Linked DNA regions of Arachis hypogaea: region 2 is linked to region 1. Evidence: chromatin contacts called from public Hi-C data. All regions are on one chromosome and are shown on one strand. Each heading gives the region's core, a stretch centred on a gene start, on an enhancer-like site or on the middle of the called end of the contact. The rest is flanking DNA. Distances are from core to core; before and after follow the strand shown.

What was found. A called contact is a pair of places that touch in the nucleus more often than the background predicts.
Region 2: a Hi-C map of leaf shows a contact between it and region 1, with 2.1 times the contacts expected there. The contact joins the enhancer-like site here to the promoter of LOC112765168 in region 1.

Annotation. Positions count from the first base shown.
Region 1 is chr17:25,945,936-25,953,898 of arahy.Tifrunner.gnm2.J5K5, forward strand. LOC112765168 reads left to right here and starts at 3,056. Exons shown (of 1, transcript XM_025811046.3): 1 at 3,056-4,529. The coding sequence starts at 3,437. The coding sequence ends at 4,360.
Region 2 is chr17:25,992,177-26,000,139 of arahy.Tifrunner.gnm2.J5K5, forward strand. It overlaps LOC112766678 (amino acid transporter AVT1I-like), which reads right to left. Exons shown (of 3, transcript XM_072222618.1): 2 at 4,735-5,345; 3 at 3,346-4,036. The coding sequence ends at 3,515. Among protein-coding and RNA genes, the nearest start is that of LOC112767180, 7.7 kb to the left of the region's middle. Within about 2 kb of position 2,780, at least 3 of the 3 cell types and tissues checked have open chromatin away from gene starts, as enhancers often do.

The DNA.
Region 1 (7,963 bases), core at 1,806-4,305:
TTTCATAGACAAGGTTCACGCATTATTCAGCTACACAATCATAAACTACTAATTGGATTCAAATTCAGATTCAATTATTAACTGGAATTAAACCACACCTCAGGAACTTCATTGAATTCAAATTCAAAATCCACTTTGCTATGGTTTAGCTAATAATCTGAAATTGAATAATCTATTATCTTCAAAACGATTTCAGAACTTGATTTCAAAAACAATGGAAAACGAAAAAAACGTAGAAAGAGAACAGAAAGAAAAACTTACGTAAACAGAGAAGGAAAAGGGAGAGAAAAACGCACGAAAGAGATCGAAGAGAGAAGGTAAGAAAACGCAGAAGAAATTCAAAAAAAGAAACGAAATCCTTTCGGAAAAGAAAGTTATGTATTTATGCGTTGATTGATTGGAAAATCTGTTAGAGCACCTCTAATGGTGAGTTCCTCTTTGACTTTTTTCTAACATATAGGAACTCTAACCATTGGAGGAGAGAAGGAGTGAGTTCCCGCACAAGGATCAAGGTAAGGGAGTCCCTCTAAGCAGGGACTCAAATTAACCAATAATAACTTGCCATTTGGCAAGTTATTATAAAAAAATAATAATATAAAATCTGAAATAATTAAATAATAATTAAATTAGTAATAATTATAATAAAAATTATATTAAATAATTATATTTTTATTTAATTAATAATTTATATTAATTATTTAAATAATAATTAATTAAATAATTAATTAAATTAAATAATTAAGTTTTTATTTAATTAATAATTTATATTAATTAAATTTACTTACACTAAAAAATAAATTTATTTTTTATACTTTATAAAATAATTTTTAGTTGAGTTGGTTATTTTTATTTTTAAATATTTAAAATGCTAATGATATTATTAAAATTAGCAGTTGTAAACACAAAACTATAAATTAGTATAATCTTGAATTATATATTGTGTATTATTATTATATATGAATTTATTTAATATTAATATCTTTTAATAATGAATTATTTTTAAATTTATAAATTTAAATAATATTATTGAAAAAAATTAATTATATTAATTTTAAGTATTTTAATTAATTAATTAAGTGGGACCACAATAGGGACTAAAGTTAGTTCCTCCTAATGGAGAAGAGAGAGATGCTTTGAGTTCCTATTTATTGTTTATAACGCAAAAACTGATGTGGAGTTACTTTTTATGACAGGTGGGCCATAAACAGGAACTGGGATGAGTTCCCTACTGGAGATGGTCTTAAGGAGGCGCGTGACGTGCCATAAGAGCAACTCCAATGCTAAGAAATAGAGTTCCTCTTCTGACACATGGGACTCAATTACCATTGGAGTGAAAAGGGAAAGAAGGCTCTTCACAGGGATCAAGGTTGAGAGTCCCTCTAAGCAGGGACTTGCAACAACCAATAAAATCATGCCATGTGATAAGTTAATAAAAAAATAAAAAATATATTAAATATATATATTAAATACTTATATATCTATTTAATTAATTATTTATATTAATTATTTAATAATTAGTTATATTAAATTATAATTAATATAAATAATTATGTTAAATCAATATCAAATATTATTTATATTGTTATATTAAATCATAATTAATTAAATTTATTTTACATAAAAAATAAATTTAATTTTTATATATTATAAAATTATTTTTAGTTGGATTATTTATTTTTATTTATAAAATTTAAAATACTAATCAAATTTAAGTTATTTATTTTAATATTTTATAATATTGAATTATTTTGAAATTATAAATTTAAATAATATTATTATAAAAAATAATAATTATATTAATTTTAATTACTTAATTAATTAATTAGGTAGGACCACAATAGGGATTAAAATTAGTTCCTTCTAATGGAGGAGAGAGAGATTCATTGAGTTCATATTTATTGGTTATGACGCAAAATCTAATGTGGAGTCACTTTTTATGACAGGTGGGCCATAAATAGGGACTGTTCCCTACTGGAAATGGTTTAAGAGGCGCGTTTTAGGAATTAGACCATCTCCAGTAGGGAACTCATCTCAGTCCCTATTTATGGCCTACCTGTCATAAAAAGTAACTCAACATCAGCTTTTGCGTCATAAACGGTAAATAGGAACTCAAACATCTCTCTCTTCTCCATTAGGAGGAACTAACTTTAGTCCCTGTTGTGGTCCCACTTAATTAATTAATTAAAATACTTAAAATTAATGTAATTAATTTTTTTAATAATATTATTTAAATTTATAAATTTAAAAATAATTCACTATTAAAAGATATTAATATTAAATAAATTCATATATAATAATAATACATAATATATAATTCGGGATTACACTAATTTATAGTTTTGTGTTTACAATTGCTAATTTTAATAATATCGTTAGCATTTTAAATTTTAAAAATAAAAATAATTAACTCAACTAAGAATTATTTTATAAAGTGTAAAAATTAAATTTATTTTTTAATGTAAGTAAATTTAATTAATTATAATTTAATATAATAATATAAATAATATTTAATATTAATTATGATATAAATAATTAATATAAATCATTAATTAAATAAAAATTTAATTATTTAATTTAATTAATTATTTTTAAATAATTAATATAAATTATTAATTAAATAAAAATATAATTATTTAATATAATTTTTATTATAATTATTATTAATTTAATTATTATTTCATTATTTAATATAATTATTTAATTATTTCAGATTTTATATTATTATTTTTTTAAAATAATTTGCCAAATGACAAGTTATTATTGGTTAACTTAAGTCCCTGTTTAGAAAGACTCCCTCACCTTGAGACCCGTACGGAAACTCATTCCTTCTCTCCTCCAATGGTTAGAGTTCCTATATGTCAGAAAAAAGTAAAAGAAGAACTCACCATTGTAGATGCTCTTAGAGATTTTCAAGACTTGTATAACTTATATAATAAAAAAGTTTGTATGTAGAGATTAATTCAAAATTAAATCGAAATTTTATCTCACATTTGACCATATCAATTCTCAAGTGTCAACCTTAAACACACTAGCCCCTTCTCCTAAATTCTGCCCTTAAATCCGGAAACTGATTAGTTAGATTTTCTTTTCATTTTCCTTTCAAAATTTTGTTTTTTCAAAATCCTGTCACTCCATCTCACCTCTCCCTCTCCCTCTCCCTCTCCCTCTCTTTCTTATCCAGTAAAAGTAAAAATAAAAAAAGCAGAGGAGCTCCCCAAAGTTTGCAAGCATGCAAATTAAGCACCATCCGCTTTTGCTTCTTGAAGCAATCAACCCAAAATAGATAACAACAAAAACTCATTCACCCTCATCACATCCATACCATTTCCCATTTCACCTCCACCGCCACACCGCACCCCAAAATTCACCTTATTAAAAACAAAAAAGCTTCCCTTGAATTGAATAATATTCCAAAATTTCCATTAACCGCACTTCAATGTGGCGATCGTGGAGCAGCAACAACTCAACGGTCCGGATCTCTTCATCGTCATCGTCCCCCACCTTTTCTCCTTCTCCTCTCTTCTCCTGTTCCTCCTTCAAGGACGTCGAATCCCTCTGCCTCGAAGATTCTCCCCAATTACAAATCAACGCCCCCCAACCCCAACTCTGTTCCTCGCCAACCAACAAAAGAGTATCCTCCGTCTTCCACCGAGTCACACTCGCCAACTCGCTCGTCCGCTCCTGGTCAAATCACACTCAACCCCACCGCCAACAACCACCTCCGCCACCACAACCACCACCACCACCCAAACCTGCCAGGGCCTTATCCTTACCCTCCCCCAGACGCAAAGAAAAACATCATCATGAAACAGAACCCAACCTCCAACCACAAAACCACAAAACCGCCAAACAAAATACCGAAAATGCCCCTCTTTACATACCTGGCACGGAGCAGCGTGTGGTGGTCTACTTCACGTCCCTACGCGTTGTGAGGCACACGTTCAAGTCCTGCAGGACGGTCCTCTCGATCCTCACCGGCTTCCGAGTCCCCATTGACGAGCGTGACGTGTCAATGGACTCGAGCTTTCTAACCGAGTTGGGCCACATATTGGGCCCGGACGGGCCCAATAAGCTTCCGTGTGTGTTCATAGGAGGAAGATACGTTGGGGGAGAAGAGGAGGTGATCTGCATGAACGAGACCGGTGAGCTGAAGCAGCTTCTGGAAGGTTTGCCCAAGGCGGATACAGGTGAGTGCCACGTGTGCGGTGGTCAGAGGTTCGTTCTGTGCGACGAGTGTGACGGTAGCAGGAAGGTATATACGGAGAAGAATGGAGAGTTCAGAACGTGTGGCAAGTGCAACGAGAATGGATTACTCAGGTGCCCTATTTGTTTCGCTGAATCACCTATATTCTCCCCATGATCCTAATTTTTTTTTTCTTTTTTAAAATTTGCTTAGTTTTTGTAGTTTGGGAAATGTAAGAATTGTTGTGTATAGGCACTGAGGGTGCGAATGCAGTGGTGCTTGTTTTTAAGACCATATATATAAACATTGTACTTCTTTGATTAAGAGGTAAAGGAAGTTCTGTAAATTTTTATCTTTGGCATCTTTTCTTGAAATCCATTATCTATTTATTTTCTATCCCTTTTTTTGTTGTTGCGTGATTTTGTGATTTTGATTGTTTTGCATTTGAAACATCATTGCTATGTTTATATGATGTATCTTTGGTAATTCTTGAGGAACGAACTACCAATGATTTCTAAACATGCTTTAATGAAGCCAGGTGGAATTTATTTGCTTTGATTGTTTTAATTTAATCCTTATCCCTTAATAAACATGTTAAAACCTATTGATTTTAGTTTTGGTTATATCCATATGTTTGATTTTTCTACAAGTGGTGTGGTATCTTTGTATATAAGAAAGTGTTTGGAATGGCATAGCTACTAATTAAATGACTGACAAACTTGGAACGATGACCGAAATCTGAAGAGCTGTGACTCTTCTATTGCCAAGGAACAAGGTTGAACCTTGGTTCAACTGTTTCTGAAAATTTCAGAAAGCAACTCTAGTAAAACAGATAGAACAGAACATAAGGAGTAAACTACTACTTTAAGCCTCCAGAGTTTAGTTTGCTAACAAAATGGTCCCCGAAAGATTGACAAATTAACCCACAGTAAGAGAAAGATTATGGTAGTTCATTTTACTCCCAAGAAAACCGTCATTTTGAGAGCGTTGATGTTATGTTACCGTCAGTTTGTGGTATCTACATACTTATAAGTTAAATTTTGTTTTGAATTGTAACCTAGGTCCTCAGTTAGGATTAGTTAGGATGTACCATGAACTTCAGTCTGTATACCAACACTACTTGTTCCCGTTTGATTGTCTGAGAGTTTTCCCCTATTCTTTTTCTTTCCTTTTTTTTCCCCAATGATCAACATCCAAACTAGTTGACTCTCATCTTGAGCTTGTTGCCCTTCTCTCTCTCAATCTCTCTCTTTCTCTCTCTCTCTCTCACACACACACAAAATCATGATTGAGTCCTTAGGTTGAGAATCATCTTTAGTAGCTACAGCCGTGTAGAAATGACGTTCAATGCATGGTTGTTAATCAAAGAATGAAGAATATGCAACAATTGAAAGCTTCCACTGTAATAATATACGTTGTTGCAGTCTCCAGTTAAAACAATATTTGATTCTTTTGAGCGTATGATATTTCCTTCTGCATAAATAAAAGGTCCCTATTTTTCAACTTGATAGTAGTGTTGAAATGGATTAGTTAAAGCATAATCCTTTCAATGGTTTATGGTTATCATCAACGCATGACCCTTTCAGTTTTATACAAGGTAAGTCACTGTGTGAGTTCAGTGCTTACAATTGGGCCTGAATAATTGAGCTTAAAGACATGTAAGCCGTGTGAGATGCCGTGATCCATTTACATCTTATCTAATACCCTCCGCCATTGTCATCTTTTGCGGTTACTCAATAAAGTTTTGATTGAATAGCTAATATTATTTTTTATATTTGTAAAATGCTTGCTTGACATGCATTCAAGTACTTGTGAATTATGACTCAATTAATCTAATTTACGCTACAGTTATCCTTTGAACACCATGGAAGTAGTAATAGTTAAGGGCAATTATACTATTTTTTTTTTTGAACTCAAATTTCAAACAAAATGGTTTTTCGTTGTGCTTATTAAAAAAGGACTATGAATTCGTAACTTGTTTTTCTTTCTTTCTTTCTTTCATTTTTTCAATGATGAGAAATACTTCTACATCTTAATTTTAAAGTTATTCAAAAGAAATAGACGTGTAATAGTGATAGTGTGCAACGTAACCACTCTCATTATCTTGGACTTGGAGACCAAATTGTAATCATGGAGAGGGGGGTCCCATTTCCGGAACGAAACATGATGTTCCTCCTTTCAAATGTTTATGTTCGATAGATCGGATACCGGACGGTTTGGGTCAGGACCCTGAGGTCAACGCTTGTGATGGTGGAGAGGCTCGTCTGGTCGTGGTCTCCTGGTCCCGGGTGTGCGAGGTCCCGAGCACTTCGCATGGAGAGGGGGGGCCATCTGCAAAGACACCCCGACGCTCTTGTCAGAATATGTGCAGGCGGAGAGGAAATGGTGTGTGAATATGACGTACCTCGGGGGGAGAGCCAGTCTCCCCCTTATATACATGTCAGTAATGGGCCCTTTCAGTGGGCAGGCCCATACCCTCAAAGGTGTTGTCCCACGGCTGTGTGCAAGCCGTACGGGACGCGTGTCCGGGTCGGGTGGAGGGCGCATTACTGGGTCGGCGAGAACTCGGGTCGGGTTGACCCACGTGAGTTTGGGCCAGGCCGTAACAGTGCCCCCGACGCGTCAGCGATGGCCGTGGGGGCCATTGGTGGCGCGTGATGTTTACACTCGTGCGTTGTCGTTGGGTCGGCTGATCGTGGGAGGGACGCATCTGTTGTGCGCGTGTCCCTTGATCTGCTGTGGCATCTGTTTGCCGTTTCGTTCTCCGCGCTGGGCATTTAATGCTCATAATGATTTGAAAAAACCCGTGCGCAAAGACCATTTTGCCCTTGCTTCCTTTCGCGCTTTTGGGGGTGGTTTTTAAACAGTTTTCTCCCTATCCACTTCCCACTCTTATTATTTCCAACTCCTTCTCTCCCTAACATCCAAAGCTTCCTGTGCGAACTCCCTCTTGCTTCAACTTTCAGTCCAGATTTCCTTCATCGTTCCAAGTAATCTTCTGGTTTCTTTCTTCTGGTATCTGTGTTATGTTCTGTTGTTGTGTGATTGCTGTTTGCGTTTGTTGCATGGCTGGTTTATTTTTGTTGAGAGGTTTTTCAGTGCTGGGGTAGGTGAGTTAGGGAAGGGGTACCATTCTAGGATAGGCTTTTTTGGGTGGTTTGTGAGGTAGGCGTAGTTTTTAGCCGTATCTGGTCATGATTGAGTTGAAAAGGTGTAGTTTCTGAGTTTTTTCGGGCTCCCGACCTCATAGACTAACGGAGTGGTACCCCGCTGTAGGTATGCCTCGCGTTGTCTCCCGGTCTTCCGGATCTGCTGCGGCTTACGACCCGTATGCTTGGGTGACTGACGATATAAGGAGTTCACCCAACCAGATGGGTTTGGAGGAATTGACGGAGTTCCGGCAAGCCGGCTACTTGTGTGGGGGTACTGACGAAGAGGCCAACTACGAGGCCATTGTCCCTGCTCCTCATGAGTGTATTTATGAGCTCAATTTTCATTCCCCCCGCGTCCCCGATTGGATCTGGTTTTATAAGTCCATGTTCACGCAAGTTGGTGTTCGGATACCGTTCTCCGAGTTTCAAATGGCGCTGCTGAACCGGATATTCGTCCCCCCGTCTCAACTTCATCCGAACAGCTGGGCTTCGATCCGCTGTTTCGAGATGGTCTGCAAGTACTTGGAGTTGCCGGCGTCGGTGGACGTTTTTCTCTTTTATTTCAACCTTACCAACCCTTCCAAACAGGGGAAGGTGAGAAAAGGATTTCTTTCTTTTCGTGCTGCCC
Region 2 (7,963 bases), core at 1,530-4,029, 46 kb after region 1:
TGTATTCTGGTTCATCAATCTCTATTGTATCTTGCTCGTGTGCCCTTTCTTTTGTGGGTGCATACATCCTAATTCTCCTTTTGCTTTCTATTTGCACTTGCTTTCTCCTTTGCCATTTTTTTTCCATGTTTTTGTTACAACTTTTAGTGAGTTCTCCTTTATGTCTGTGGACTCAGTCAACATCTTGATCTCTTGTGTTTTCTCTTTTTTTTTTTCTCTATATTCCTCTTTATTTACTTCTAGATTTCATTATTCTTATTGGATTATGTTTCATACATTTTCTCTTCTCCCATCGTAGGGGCCTTTTTTCTTTGCTTCCTTCGAAGTAGTGCTTCTCCTTTATTCTCCGCTTTCTTTCCTCCCCTCTCCTTTTTCTTTCTTACTTTCCAATGATTCTATTTTTTGGATTTCTATTATGCTACCCTCCTGCATTTCATTCCTATCATCCCCCACATATTATTTTTCTTTGTTTTCTATTACTGTAAGGTTTAATAATTGCTCCATCATTTTCTGGGTTAGTCTTTGAGGGCTTAGTTTCTTCTTCTCCTCAGTTTCTTAATTGTTTTTCTGCTTTTCTATTTGTGTGACTGTTATTTTCACTCCAATACTGTCCATTTTAAACCATACTCCCAATTTTTTGGATTTTTTTACTCCCATTTTCTCATCCTTTGTATCTTTCTCACAGTTTCCTTCATCATGACCAGTGATACCACAATAGTAGCAGATCTTTCGTATCTAAATTCTACCTAACTCAATCCATCTTTATTGCTTCCAATATTTGCACCCTTCAGAAAAGGTTTGCTGGTGTCTAGGATTCCTGTTAGTTTTATGAATCTCGTGTGCTCCTTGTTATGTATCCTCGAATCACACATTGTTATGTTAGCAACACACCTTTCACGTGTTGTCAACTTGCCTTACACATACTGTGTTAGCACGTTCTCTACGTATTGATCCTATATATTTGATATGTCCATTAACATATAAATATACTAAAAATGTCCATTTCCATTCCAAACACCATATACTCTCCATAAAAAAAAAAAAAAAAAAAAAAAAAAAAAACAGCCGTCAAATTTATCCACCCCTAGATTTACAACATGAAATCCTACTCTCAGAATTATGTACTTTAAGTCTTTAAGTATGTTTACTTACTGTACTGTCAAAAAGATACCAAAATAAATCACAACAAAAACATTTACAATGCAAAAAATAATCAGCATCAACACGAATATTATTTTCTGTCATATGAAATTCATATTAACACTATGCCTATATTTTTAATCTAAAATAGATTTAGTTTTATATAAATATAAATAAAACCGGTGAATGATAATATAAAAATAAAAATTTTAGTGTTTCTTAAATTCTAAATCATAAATATTAAATAATAAATTCTAAATTCTAAATGTTAAACTCTAAATTCGAGCCATTGATATAAAATAATAAATAAAAAACTAAAATTTATTAAATTAAAAAGGATTACAACACCCTTTACTTAATTTGGGGCCAACTTATTTTGTCAAATCCACCTAAAAAAGGTTAGGTCTAAACCATCAATAATGAATAAGTAATCAAATTCATCCTTAAAAAATTATTCGTTTTTGGAATTGGTTATCAAAAAATTTTTTTAATCAAATTCGTTTTTCAAATATTTCAAGTTAATCATGTTGATTATTCGTTACTTCTTTTATTTTTTATTTTTTACCAAAGATAGGAGACTCGAACCCGCAACCTATGCCATTTGAGCTATAACTCATTGGCTCGTTACTTCTTTTATTGATGATGTTAAAATTGACTGATATTACATAATAAATGATACTATATCAATATTACACGACTATTTATTCATCAATAACTATAGGTCCAATCCCCCAATATAAAAAATATCCTATTACTGTCCATATTCAAGATTATTTCGTAACCCAAAAATCTAATTTACGGAAAGACATTTTCTTTTTTTTTTTTTTTTGGTTTTATACATTACACAACATACATTCACTCATACAAACACTCCTGCTACTAACATGGGTTTTATATTTTTTATTGAGGAGTGAGACAGATGATACTGCCATTAGGTTTCGGCTGTCTAAAAAGATTTTTTTTTGTTTTTTACACCACATACCCATATACACTCATATACACTGCTACTATTATCTTTCTATAGCCTCTTGAGCTTAATGAAGGTTCGAATCTTTGTGCAGCTCCTTGTGACATAGCAAATTCTGCCATTAACTCCAATAAAAATCCAAAAATTGGCTTAGAAAAAAGAAAAAAGAAACGGTCCAACGAAAAGTGGGCCTTTAAAGCCCATACTTACAAAATGGACAATAAAAAATATTTAAAAATGTTGCTAATAATCATCTCTTCTCTTTTTCTTTTTTTAAGCAATTTTGTAAGAGTCTAAAAGACGAAGTTCACCTCAGTCTTTATTTTATAGTATTCAATTCCAGCGACTCAAAACTCAATATTTGACCGATTACTTAGATTAAATCTTAAGGGAGATTTCCGAAAAAGTAACCCAAAATTCCTTATAGAAAGAATTAAAGATAGATGGCTCTCTTCCGAGCAAACAGGATACCAAAAAAAAAAAAAAAAACTGTCAGAATTAACACATGACTTTAGACGTGATGAAATCGGAAGTATAAAGCAATCCGAACCCGACTCTTCTGAATCATTATTTGACTATTCTGCAAAATAGAGGAAACGTGTCATGCCCAAAGGTATGACAGCAAATTTCATCACATGTAGAAAAAAAAAAATCATCACTGTAGCGTTGGCCCATCTATTTGGTTGAATCATAGTACTAGAACGGATGGGAATAGAATAGAAGATGAGCTGGCCTGTTTGGAAGATGCCTCTACCAACATTTGTAACTTTGAAATAATCTTGGATTAATTTAGTAATTAATTTATTAATTTATTTAAACAAGTATTAAGAGTTTAAATTTTGTGCATATAATAATTAATTAATTTACAATAAATTTTTAAATAAATTTTAAATTTATAATTAATCAGTTTTTAGTTTGTCGAATTATGCCATACTATAAAAAACAAAACAAAAAATATTTATAACTTAGGTAACTTGAATGATTAACTGAACTTACTCTTCAACTTAAATAAGCCTTAGAAGTTCTACTCCCGCTTTATAAAAATAGTAATTGAAGTCTAACGACAAACCCCTTAAAAAGAATTTTGATCCCCTATAGGGTAATCATTAATTTATCGGCATCAACAACAGAGGGAAAAAAACATATGTAGCTTAGTCTTTTTGACAGTTTGAATACCTCTAATTGATTGAAATTCTCTTCCCGGAAAAAAAAATAAAAAAGAAAAAGAAAACAATAACTACCTATGCTACTCTTCGATTTATTTATTTTACATTAATCTCGAGTGCATTCAATAGGAGACCACATGGTTTAACCAAACTTCCAAATGGATTACTTACGATACATGATATATGTAAGTAATCTCAGTATTTTTTATTTTAAAAAAAAAGTACAAATGGGGAATTACAACTATAAATGCCTAATTATTTCTAAGAGGGAAGTGTAAGTTCCAAATGCTGCAATTGCAACTCCTACTAACACTATGGAATAATTGACGATCATTTCACATCCCAATTTCCCATAAGTTCCAGAAATCTTCAAGTAGCAAACACATGGCACTAGGAATGAAGCAGAGACACTTAACAATGCACCAACAAGGGACATTAGGTACCCAAAAAATGGAACAGTGAGTGCAACAACAACAGTGGTGAAGAGCAATATGCTACTAATTAGTATATGTGTGAGCTTTGGCCTTTTGTTGTAGTGTGATGGAAGCACGTTTTTTGTGGCATCCACAATTGGCCTTAGCATCAGAGCATATTTGGTTATGGGGTTAACCAAAGTTGTGTATATCGCCACTTTTGAACTCAGTTTTTCTTTTGGAAGGTTCAGAGTTATTTCTGATTCAACCTCTGATCCAAACATTAAGTATCCCAAAACTGCTGTTGCTGCATATACTAGAGTGCACAATGTGAAGCACACCAGCAACACCTGTAACAAATTAAAGTAAATGATACATGTAATAACATATAGTTAGGTGGGTTTGGAATTTTAAAACGTGCAAGATGGGCAGAGTACTTGGAAAATTTTGTCTCCTGGAATAAATGAATAATGTTAGCTTCTACTAAGTCTTGAACGAAAAAATATACCAATTTAGTGACTCTATCTTGACCAAATCGATTTTAATAATTATAATGTCAATTCACTTACATGGAGATATTCACTAAACAATGAGTTAAGTAAGAACTATTAGTTAAGTAATGAACTATCAGTAAAATCACCTTTTTTTTTTACTTTATTTTTTTGGGTTAAATTTTTGTGTTAATCCCAATAATTTTTTTAATTTTATCATTAAATCTCTATACTTTAAAAGATTTTAATTGGGATCCTACACCAATTTTAAATTTATAATTAGATCATTTTTTTAATAAACGTTAAAAAAATTTAAAAACGTTTTCATCCATTTCACACCACTAGCAATATGCCTTAACATATTTCATTAAATTAAATGTTTTTAAAACGGAAAGAATGTAATTACAAATTTAAAATGATATAAAGACTCAATAAAAAATTTTTAAAATAGAATAATTTAATTACAAATTTAAAAAAATTATAGAAACTAATATAATAAGTCAACATTTTTTTAATTAAAAAAATTAGGATTTTTTTTCTAAATTATATGCACTTACATTAGAGAACTGATGCTTGTTCTTCATGGAAGTGTAGAGACTTGGAAACACAGGATGAGAACTGTAGCAAAATGCATACAAGCTAACTGCAGCAGGAACTCCCTTCCAATTAAAGAGTACTCCTTTGCTATGAAGTTTTGTTCCATCAATTGTACCATTCCACAACAATGAACATAGAAATATAATTGATGCTAAGGCCCCAGTTGCTGACACATATGATAGAAGCTTGCTTAGATCTTCCAACCATACCGTTGGGAGAATAATCAGTGCTGAAATTAGAACAAAACAATGTGTTCCAGTAATTTTCAATCCTCCAATATCCACATGAAAATGAGATATTAATTTGTTCAAGTTATCTCCTTCAAGAATCAAGTACCCTGTTATGACCAAATAAAGTTCACAATTCATTGCAATGTTTACAAGTAACCTTCCTTTGTCTCCAAATGCTCTTTGACCAATGTCAGGAAGAGATTCAATAGTGGAATCTTTGTCCATGCATCTTTTGATTAGTAAGCCTGTGTAGCATGCTGCTATGGATATCATGAACAAAAAAATTATGCTTAACCAACCTCCTGAGGCTAATGCAAATGGTATAGACACTATACCAATTCCTGAAATCCAACAAGTATTAGTTAAAGAAGGTTATGTTATATTGAAATTGTAGAAATGAAAATATTTTATTAAAAATAAGAAAAATGTTAAAAAATATCAGAATTTATTATTTTTAGCTATTTAATTAGCCATTAATGTTTAAGAGTATGGAATAAAATATATTGTTAAATAAGACTAGCTTTTTTAACTTGAATAAGACTCTTCTTTATTTTTAAAATAAAAAATTAAAATAGTTTATATTATACAAAGTGTTAGGTAGCAAATACAAGGATTTTTTTAACTAATGCATTTTTTTTAATTTAAAATAATTCAATCCCTCTTTTTTTAGCTGCGTCCCTGTTCATATCTCGCTTTCATCTCCCATTTTTTTCCGCTTTTTTTTTTTCTCTTGGATATGGTGAGTTACAAAACACACCCAAAGGAGAGGTACATGCATCACGTCTAGATTATATTAGATCGATGTCACTCCAAAGTATATATTTTTATATACATTTATATTTACTAAAAATAATTATTTAATATTTGGGCTTATTCCATCACAGAAGCAAGAATATTGGTGTTTGTCATCATGTAATAGTACTTGTATATTTTATAATGAATTTTAACTATAAAGTAATGGAAAATGACACGTGAAGTTTTATGTTATTTTTGAATTAGACAAAATTATTTCAAATATTAATCAACGGTTATGTTAGTGTATATAAAAAATTGGTTATTAAATTATTTATTTGTATAGATATATATTAAAATATAAAATATATATTAAAAATAAATTAAAAAATATATGTATTTATATACAAATACATAGTAGTTGATTTAGTAGTTATTTTTTAATGTATATATAATATTTTTTATTAAAAAAATGTCAGTTTTTTATTAATCAAATTATAATTTTCTTATCAGAAAAAACAAGCAATATTATTCTACTTCAGGTAATAAGAATCCATGATTAGAATTTTGTTATTTTAATTTGTTCATATATAGTGCATGATGCAAGTATTTTCCAAACTTTAAGATTCCAACGGTATGTTCTCTTGAAAAATCAGTCAAAGCATTTAACAACTCTTAACTATATAATTAAATTGGAACAACGTTTCTAACAACTTGCAAACAGAATCCTTGAGTGAGTCGAGTGAGAATGTTCTTAATTTCTATAACATTAACTAGATAGGTTGTTATGGAGGAAAAGTCCTCAAATAATATAACCCCTTATAACATACTTATTATTTCAATACTAAATAAATTGGAAAAGTATTTTCGGAACATCTAAAATTCTGAATTATCATCCGTTGTTGTGTGAACATTCACTCACTCATTCTGAATTTATTACCATGTAATAATGTAGTATTAATATAAGGAACAAAAAGAAAGTTGAAAAAACTAACCCGAAATTCCATTAACCCCGTGAAAACAGGTCTTGGCAAATGATGTGGTTCCTCCACCATTATTGTTGCTAGAAGGGGACGTTGTGGTTGAGAGACTCTCCATATTTTGGGGAAGTAGTGGCCAACAAGGTTCAAGTTAATAATGATAACACAAAAGGACTGTGTCCTTAATTAATATTTATAGACCTTAGCTTGCTACATAACCACTGAAGAAAAAAAGATATTGCCTTACTACATATAATAATATATTGCCATGCATGCTATATATATATATATATATATATATATATATATTACTATTAAAATATTAATATAAAAAAATATTAAAACTATCAGAATTTATTTTTTTTTTGTCATCATTTAACTATTGATTTAATTTTTTTAATTTAATAATATATTTTATTTTATATTTTTAAATATTAATAATTAATTAATAGTGATAAACAATTGAAATTAGGATTTACTTTATAAATTGAAAAAATAATGTTGGGAGTCATTGCTCATTTTACGAGAGAGTCTTTGTGAAAAGGGACTGAAAAGTAAAAATAACAAATAAATTTATAACAAATGTCATGATTATACTTTAAAAAATATTTAAATAAATTAAAAATAATAATAGATATTTTTAATAATAATAAATTTTATTATTTTTTTATAAATATTATTTATATTTATTTTAATTTTTACAAACTTTTTTATTGTTGTTAATTATAAAGCCATTAAATTTTTTTCTTGTTTATTACTAATGTTTAGTTTAAAAAATTTAATAATATTATTACAGAAATTAAGTAATTGGTAATTTCATAAGGTACCTAGTAACCACATATTCATTTAAGTTAATTAATGTTACTAGTTAATTTAAATTCGAATTATATATTATATATTATATATTATTATTATTTATAAAATTTTTTGAAATATTAATTTTAATTACTTTAATTAATTAATTAAATAAAATTATATTAAAAACTGAAATTAATTTTTTTAATAAAAAATATTTTAAATTTTTATTTATTATTTATAAATATAAAAATTAATATAAAATTATTTTTTATGACAAATGGGAGATAAATACTTTCATGAGTAGAGATGGTGATTTAATATTCCTCGTTAATTAATTTTCTCTTTCCAAGAAGCTCTCTTGCTTGGTCAGCTAGCTTATATTATAGGTATTTTTCCTCCCTAAGCACGTGCACGGATGCACCTACTTATTATACATTATTTATTTTTAT